Linked DNA regions of Mus musculus: region 2 is linked to region 1. The links are chromatin contacts, called in public Micro-C maps. All regions are on one chromosome and are shown on one strand. The core of a region is the stretch at or near the end of the contact, and the rest is flanking DNA. Distances in the headings are between cores, read along the strand shown.

Region 1 (3,973 bases), core at 777-3,276:
ATTTGAGGGATCCTTGTGTTTTGCATATATCAGAAAGCAACTTTGGATATAATGAATACAGAGTTGTTTTTGTTTCAGAAACCAGGTGAGAAGAGCCTGCAGACCCAGCCCCTGACTCTGAGGTGCATAGGACCTCAAGTTCTCATGTTAGGCTCAGGGACCCACCTGCTTCCCTTGTATTCTTTCTATGGGTTTATTCTGTGTCAGGTCAACTCCTTCCATAGAGGAGACTTGTGCTGTTGAATAAACATCTAGCTGAACGGATTCATCTACGCCTGACAGTATCATCAACAACCAATCATCATACATGCCGTTTTGAGTACATATGTGCTTTTTAATGCAACACATTATAGTTTTTCCCCATTTTACATTCCCCTATTTGATACATTTTTATTAAACGTTTGGAAAAAGAGTTTATCCCTTTTAAGTAAAACTATAAGTTGTTTTGTGGCTTTCTTTTTCAGATTTTGTTGATGGGCCCATACACCACAAGGCCTTGCTTATCTCTGTGACTGTCTGTAGTTTACTCTTGGTCCTCATTATTTTATTCTGTTACTTCAGGTAAGTATTGGATGTGTACATGGAGTTTCACACTCTTAGTGAGATTCCTATATGAATATTTTTTACTGTTCTTGCCTGCAAGCTTATTGCAGCATGACTTTCTTTGCCCCTAGATATTTTTTTTAAGATTTATTTATTATATGCAAGTACACTGTAGCTATCCTCAGACATCCCAGAAGAGCATGTCAGATCTCATTATGGATGGTTGTGAGCCACCATGTGGTTGCTGGGATTTGAACTCAGGACCTTAGGAAGAGCAGTCGTCGGTGCTCTTACCTGCTGAGCCATCTCTCCAGCCCTTGCCCCTAGATCTTAGGTTGATTTGAAAATATCTGTTGCTATTGATAGAGAATCACCCAACAAAGCTATAAATAGATGCCTGTCTCATTTCTGTTTCAGACATTACTCACTTAAAATTTTCATCTCTAAGGAAACACAGATAATTGGAAAATTTAGTGACTAGTTATGACTTAGGTTTGATAATAATTAAATTAAAAAAATATGGGAGTCAGAGTGCTTTCAGTAATTCCTTATTTCCTGACTACAAATTTCTCTAGTATTATAACTTTTATAGAGTAAACATTAAAATAAACTGAGTTTAGTTATATTTAAGTTTTTTAGTCAAGAACTTATTTTCTACTTTGTGAAATTTAAAGGTCTAAGTGTCCATACTATTTGAGCATCCAAATTTTAAACTGTAACATTCTATAGTACACCAATTAGTTAATTAAGATAAGTTATAGAAGACATTACATGTTAAATATTCCCATGTTTTAAGGTTTTATTTTTATGTCATGGTCATTGTATTGTCTTATATATCATTTTATGTAAAAGAGTTCCCTGACATACTTTAAAACAAGATAGATTTATTTATCTAGTTTTGTGCATCAGTGTTTTGCCTGTATGTGTGTCTATGTAAGAGTATTGGATACCCTGAAATTGGATTTACAGACAATTTTGAACTGCTATGTTTGTGCTGAGAATTGAACAAGGGTCGTCTGGAAAGGCAGCCAGTGCTCTTAACTGCTGAGCCATCTCTCCAGGCTCCCTGACAATCTTTAATAAATGAAAGAAAAAAGCCCTCACATATTTAAGTACTTAGGGAACTTTAAGGAAATGTTTCTAGGGAATGGATATTGGAGCTATTTGGAAATGCTAATGAGTATAGTCTGATTATATATAACATTTAAAACACAGAGAAAAATATCGTACATGACTGAGTGAGAAACCTCCCAAAGATAGCAAACAGCGTTTCATCTTGTGTTTATTGCTAAATTCCATGGTTAATATTTGTCTGCGGTGTTTTATATCTGCCAATGCATTTAAGGTTTTGAAATCATCTCCCTCGTCCACGCTTAGGTATAAAAGACAAGAAGCCCGACCTCGGTACAGCATTGGGCTGGAGCAGGACGAGACATACATTCCTCCTGGAGAGTCCCTGAGAGACTTGATCGAGCAGTCTCAGAGCTCGGGAAGTGGATCAGGCCTCCCTCTGCTGGTAGGAGAAGAATATAGCATGGGTCCCATGGAAAGGTGTTCTCAGACTGTCAGTTTCCCTTTCCTTACATAGGGCAGTAGACAAGGCTCAGTAACTGTCGTCGGATCTAAGATGTGGGGCTTCCTGATAACATGACGTGTTGAGGGTGAGATTATTGTTTCTTTTGAAACGTGTCTGTTTACCAGCCAGACCCTCAGACATCCTGATCAAAAGTGGATTAAGAGAAACAATACACGTGGGCCCTCTGCCCTCTGATTTTGGTGAGGATTGATTTCATGTCTGTGCGTTGACCTGGCTTTTGAAGGCAAAAGAATTACCATCAACCTCTGCAAAGGAAGAAGGCTTCATATCAGCTGGAGGGTGAGAGTGCAGGCTGAGAGGTCTGTCCTTTCCATCCAGAAGAGGCTACACTTCTGATAGCCAGCACTTGCAACTGTGAAGAGAACACGTTCCTTATCAAGACATTTGCTTGGCCAGGAAACGTATTTGATTCATTTCTAAACCACAAAGTAAGGTTGTTGGCATTAAGGATACAACTAATTTCAATGAAAACTAACTTCCTCAATGAACTTTGTTATTTTAGCAAGAGAGGCAGGGAGAAAATGTATGTGTGGGGGAGGGGGTGCGTACAGGTGCCGTGGCTTGCGGGAACTGGTTCTTCACCCTGTGGTGATGGAGGGTTGAACTCAGGCTTGGTGACAAGTGATTTCAGTTTGGGGGCATCTCACTAGCACCTTAGAAGGTCATGAAATTGACTCTCAGATCTCAGGCTCTGGTTCTGACTCGCATGTCTTCTTGTTTCATCTGACAATCTTGTATTTACCTTTGTCGTTAACAGCTTTAAGGTCAAACAGGAAACAATCTGTGCTCATGCAGCCATTTCAGTCATTATAAACAGAATGATAGGACTTAGGACTTTAAAAATTGTCCAGGTTCTGATGATCAAATAGTTTTTTTTAATTTTTATACTTTAATCTGTTAGTAGCAATTATAATTATTGTCATTTGTATCTCTGTAGCATTGTATTTTGTTTGTAAAGAAAAGTACGAATAGCAAAATCCACTTGGTACTAATGATTTTGATGCTCTGCTCTTGGGATTCTGACTGACTGGACCTCAGTATCTCCTAACTCATCTCACTGAGCTGCAGTTAGCTGTCTACAGTCTTTGGCTATGGCTTTTCATCTTTGCGGGGGAACAATCAGTCTAACCTTTCCCATTGTCTGTAGATTTTCTTTCTAGGCTTCATAGGGATATCATGTAAACTTCACCTGACTCCTGTCCTTTGTTCCTGCTCCCCTGCCTCTGGCCTGAGCCCTGCATAATGTCTGAACAGTTAAATATTCTCAAAATAAAACATGGTCCCTGTCTTCACGAATGTAACCATTGGGTGGAATATTTCTCTAGTTTACAGCTCAAGGTCTCCTTCACATAGGGTGTAGGGTGAGATTTCAGGCAGTTACCTCAGCTTAGAGTCTGGGTAGCTTCCATCATAGCGTTGTCTGTTTACTGCAAATGCTGCAGCTTCAGTGATGTGCCTTAAGGGATGGAGGATACGCCATTGTTTGCACTGCCTATCCTTTGGAGAGTCTCTCTGTTCTATTAAACAGGATGCTCAGTTGTTGTATAAAAAGTTATAAGGAGATTTTTTTTTTTACCATCTGCAGGGATTCTTTCTGTTTCTATATTCTATATCCTAGCCCACCACCAATGTTTGGCTTTTCTCTGGTTCTGCTTTTTATCACTGCAGCAAACTACTAGAGAAACTCAAATTCAAGGAGAAATTCTTAATTTTTATTTCATTTAATTTTTTTTCATTTAATTTACTGTTTTGATCATGTTTCCCCTGCCCATAACTTCTCTCAGATCTTCCCCACCTTCCTACTAACCAGACTTCATGTTCTTTCTCTTCTTC
Region 2 (4,031 bases), core at 503-3,002, 410 kb before region 1:
GGAAATCATTGTAACCAAGGGACCAAACAGTGGAGCACAGTGGGAATATTAGGGATGTGGCTCATCTTACTTTGGATAGTAAATTTGAGCACAAAGCACCAGTACATTGCATAGAAATCAGCAACAGATGTGCAGAGAAAAGTTACCTCTGATTACAGGGCCCAGGTCAGAAGATGTGGAGCTCTGCAGCAGCAGAAAGGGAGTAGAAAACACTTGAATAAAGAATACAACTTAGAAGTGGAAAACATATTTGTTTATTGTGGAGTTTTATTTTGTTCAGGAATGAAATTTTAATGTTTATGCACACATATGTACCAAAAAAGAAAAACACCCGAAGAACCTCAAGACTTTAATTTCTTAAAGGAAGTGCAGGTTGTTCGGGATGTTTTAGTGGCAAGAGAGAAAGTAGGATTAATGGAGTAGTGGGGGCGGGGGAGGCCTGGCCAGTGAGTGCTTAGAGCATATCATAGTGTGGCCTTGCTTCTGAAAAGAAGCTATTAAAAGATCTGTAATCTGTGTAGTAGCACAGTTGGATTGGCTCTATTGAAAGATCAATATATCTTTAATGTGTTTAAACAGACCACGCTGATTTCTCTGTAGTGAGACTGGAGTCCAGAGGTGTTCTACCATAGAGGTAGTGATCCAGTCACCTTAGGCACTGGTGATAGGAATGGAGAGAGTTCTGAGGAGAACAGACCTGTGACCTTAGCATCTTTAACCTGAGTCGGGTGCTGCTTAACCACTGTTTTCCCAGGGAAGGAAGGAATTGTGATAGAGAACTTAGACATCGCACTCTAAAACACTGTCAGAGAGATCAAGTATATGGTCAAGTGTGTAGCTTAGAGAAAACAGACATTCAGCTTATTCCCGACCCCACACCCTATATATATCCAGGAATCTTATGGAGGCATTTTCCTCATATGTTCTGTCCTCTCAGATGATGTTAGCTTGTGTCAAGATGACATCAAACTGTCCAGCACATTTTCTTTCACTGTAATGTTCGATTTGTTGCATCTTTACAGTTAGCTGTTTTCATTCGCAGTTCTTAGTGTGAGGAAGCATCACCTGCGTGCCTTCTTTAATTGTGTGTACACAGAGCTCCCAGGTGAGCCTTGTTTACTGTCGTGCTGGCTGACAGTGGTAAGAGATAAATGGATTTTTAAAAAAAATGTTTTCTTATTAAAAGCTCCCATGCAAGTATAAGCTATTCTACCTGATATTATGGTGGCACACTTAAACACAGTAAGCACATGCCATTGAGTGTTTAGCATACCTAACTTCTGATACTCTATATTGAACAATCACCAATTTCCATGCTAGTTAGGTAGAGACTTGCTCTATAACCTTTATTAGCCTCAAACTCACCACATGGCTCTTCTCCCAGGGGCTGAGATTACAGACAGGTGCTCGTACACACAGCTTTCCCAACATTCCTGCTAAGTCATTGTTCTCTTTGTAATAATCAGGTGACATACACAGGTTTTACTAATCATTTGCTTTTTTTCATTTTTGGTATGTGAGTATATGTGTTGCAGGAGTGTGTGCACTCATGTGTGGGTATGCTTGCCTCTGTATGCCCCTTTAGGGCCAGAGGTTGCCAGTGTCTTCCTGACATTCTCCAGTTTGTTTCTGTGGCAGGGTCTTTCACTGAACCTGAAGGTCACTATTTTAACTAGATTGTCTCCTCACTTCTCCCCACTGCTGGTGTTAGGGGAGCATGCCACATGCTTTATTGTCACATATGTGCTAAGCTCTCCTGCTTGCTGTTTGCACAGCAAGTATTTACTCTCTATGCTGTGTCCCCAGCCTCCACTTGGTTTTCCTTTTATGACACAAACGTGTTTTAATAAAAGCAGGGGAATCTTAGTTGATGGTGATGTCAAAATATAAAATTGGTGCTTTCTAAAGAATATAAGTTGTGATTTGGAGAAGCACAATATAAATACACTTATTAATATTGTATAATATAAAAGAGTGATCAGTTAGGAATATTTTAGGGATATTTAGGGATATTTCTAGTATATTTGAGAGGGTCAGAGGTAAAGGACAGTGACAAACATAGTTTACAAAGCACTTAGTTGACTATAGTACCTCTTACACTCTTTGTTGAAGGAGGACTCATCATCCCTACTTGAATACAGAGGCAGCCTAGAAATGACCAAACCGGATCTCCTAACAGTAACATGGTAGATATTGTTCATTAGCAGTAATCATTTCATTGGTATTTCAGCTTTAAAAATATCTTTATCAAGACTACACTTTAAGTCATTACAGTTAAGTTGACTATTACTAACAAGTTAACAGGCTCTGAGAAAAGTAAAAGGAGCTATCCAGTTTATAGTACCGTGACCCAATACTTTGACCCTAGATGGCGTTAGTGATTACATCAGGAGGCCCAGATCTCAAAGGGACAGCATGGAGAGGATTCTTGTTGAGGATAGAAACAGTTAACTATGGGCCTGGTAGCTGCTAAATCTGTTTTGGGTGGCGTATTATTTGCATCTAAACTTCCCCTTTGAAATTCAATCATTTAGCTATGATTTAGCTATTTCACCACTGTATTGTGTGATGCCTGAGCATATCTTTATTGTGTGGGGTACAGTTCTGAAGTAAAATACAGCCTTTTGCTTTATTATGAGTTAGACAAAGCTAGGGAGAGATATGATATGTTATTTTTGTTTCCAAGAAAGACTCATTTATTTGTGAGATTTGATTAGATCCAAGACTGAATGATGTTCATCTCAGTTATAAGTGGATATAAATTCTATCTTTATTTGAAAGCTAAAGTAGATAGGGGTGAGAAAGGAAATTACTGATACTACAACCACCCCAAATTTCATTGTAGGCTTTGTGCCACGCTAATAAATCTAGGTAACTAGATTTGCTTAGCTTAGATGGATGGATTTATTGGTTCTATTTTTAAATTTTTGTATGAGTAAGTAAATTGCAACCAGTTGCATGTATTTCATCTCTTCTAATAATATTTTATTGCCATCTGGTCCCTGCATTTTGACATCATTAAATAGTTCACTCGCTGCAAAGTCCTGCTTGGAGCTGCCCACTGTCAGGATTGGGGTGTGATGCAGAGATTTCTTCATATAGCAAATCCATTCAAATTTAAAACCATGGTTCTTAGGGAAAAAATAGTGATACCCTTAAGTATCCACATTCTCTTCTTGCGAATGTTTTCCTTGGGAGCTTTGCTTTGGTGTTGGAGTCTGTTTAGTGTTGTGGGGCCCATCTGTAGAACCCCTCCGCTCTTCCACTTGCCATCTCATGCATCTCACCCTCCATATAAGAAAAAGTATCTAGATCTGTTATAAATGCCTTCCTTAAAGAGTTTCTACTCTTATTTCACACATTTGGTCACACCTGGCCTACCTGCTGTCAATTTCTTTTTTAAAATAAGGTTTTATTGAAGCGTGGCTATGCTCATTTCTTTATGTATTACCCATGGCTATTTTCAGGCTTCAGTGATGTATTTAAATATTTGCTGTCTTAGTTGGGGTTTTATTGCTGCAAAGAGACACCATGACTAAGAAGACATTTAATTGGAGGTTACTTACAGTTTAGTGGTTTAGTCCATTATCATCATGGCCAAAAAGCATGGTGGCAGGCAGACTTGATGCAGAAAGAAAGAGTGAGCCACTGGCCCTGGCTTGGGCTTCTGAAACGCAAAGCCCACCATAGTGGCACACCTACCCCAACATACCTGTATCTCTTAAGTGTGCAACTTCCTATGACCCAATAGGGGTCATTTTCATTCAAAAGACATTTACAAAAGAAGCAAAAAGTCATACAAAGTCTGAAATAGTAATTTCATGCTTCCTTACAGGAAAACCCAAACTCTGGAATCAAACTGTATGAACAAGGAAGATGTCATACTTCCTAATTCTGCACAGTAGATGCAAACTTTACTGGGGAGCTGGAAGCACCTTTTGTTGTAGTATTAACCCTGTTTCACATGTGATTACCTATTTGCTTATTTCCCTGGCTAGATCTTTCAAGTCAAGTTCTTGGTGTAAATAATG

Evidence for each region. A called contact is a pair of places that touch in the nucleus more often than the background predicts.
Region 2: a Micro-C map of the AtT-20 cell line shows a contact between it and region 1, with 3 times the contacts expected there. The contact joins two enhancer-like sites. A contact is called at or near these places in 3 of 39 promoter capture datasets (the C10 cell line, embryonic stem cells and hippocampal neurons), 7 of 15 datasets of contacts at CTCF or cohesin (the G1E-ER4 cell line, embryonic stem cells, hippocampal excitatory neurons and 3 more), 202 of 484 Hi-C or Micro-C datasets (the 3T3-L1 cell line, 3T3-L1-derived adipocytes, the AML12 cell line and 99 more), 27 of 115 datasets of contacts at active chromatin or transcription factors (PVALB interneurons, astrocytes, a beta-TC-6 cell line and 16 more) and 2 of 9 other capture datasets (embryonic stem cells and embryonic trunk).

Annotation. Positions count from the first base shown.
Region 1 is chr3:141,861,069-141,865,041 of GRCm38.p6, reverse strand. Bmpr1b (bone morphogenetic protein receptor, type 1B) reads left to right here. Exons shown (of 12, transcript NM_001277217.2): 6 at 465-561; 7 at 1,921-2,059. Among named protein-coding and RNA genes, the nearest start is that of Gm15689, 180 kb to the right of the region's middle. Within about 2 kb of position 2,026, at least 8 of the 459 cell types and tissues checked have an H3K27ac peak or open chromatin away from gene starts, as enhancers often do. A contact at or near this core is called in the AtT-20 cell line, where this site is marked.
Region 2 is chr3:142,267,597-142,271,627 of GRCm38.p6, reverse strand. The region is part of intron 8 of Pdlim5 (PDZ and LIM domain 5); the gene reads left to right. Among named protein-coding and RNA genes, the nearest start is that of Bmpr1b, 100 kb to the right of the region's middle. Within about 2 kb of position 1,752, at least 3 of the 459 cell types and tissues checked have an H3K27ac peak or open chromatin away from gene starts, as enhancers often do. A contact at or near this core is called in the AtT-20 cell line, where this site is marked.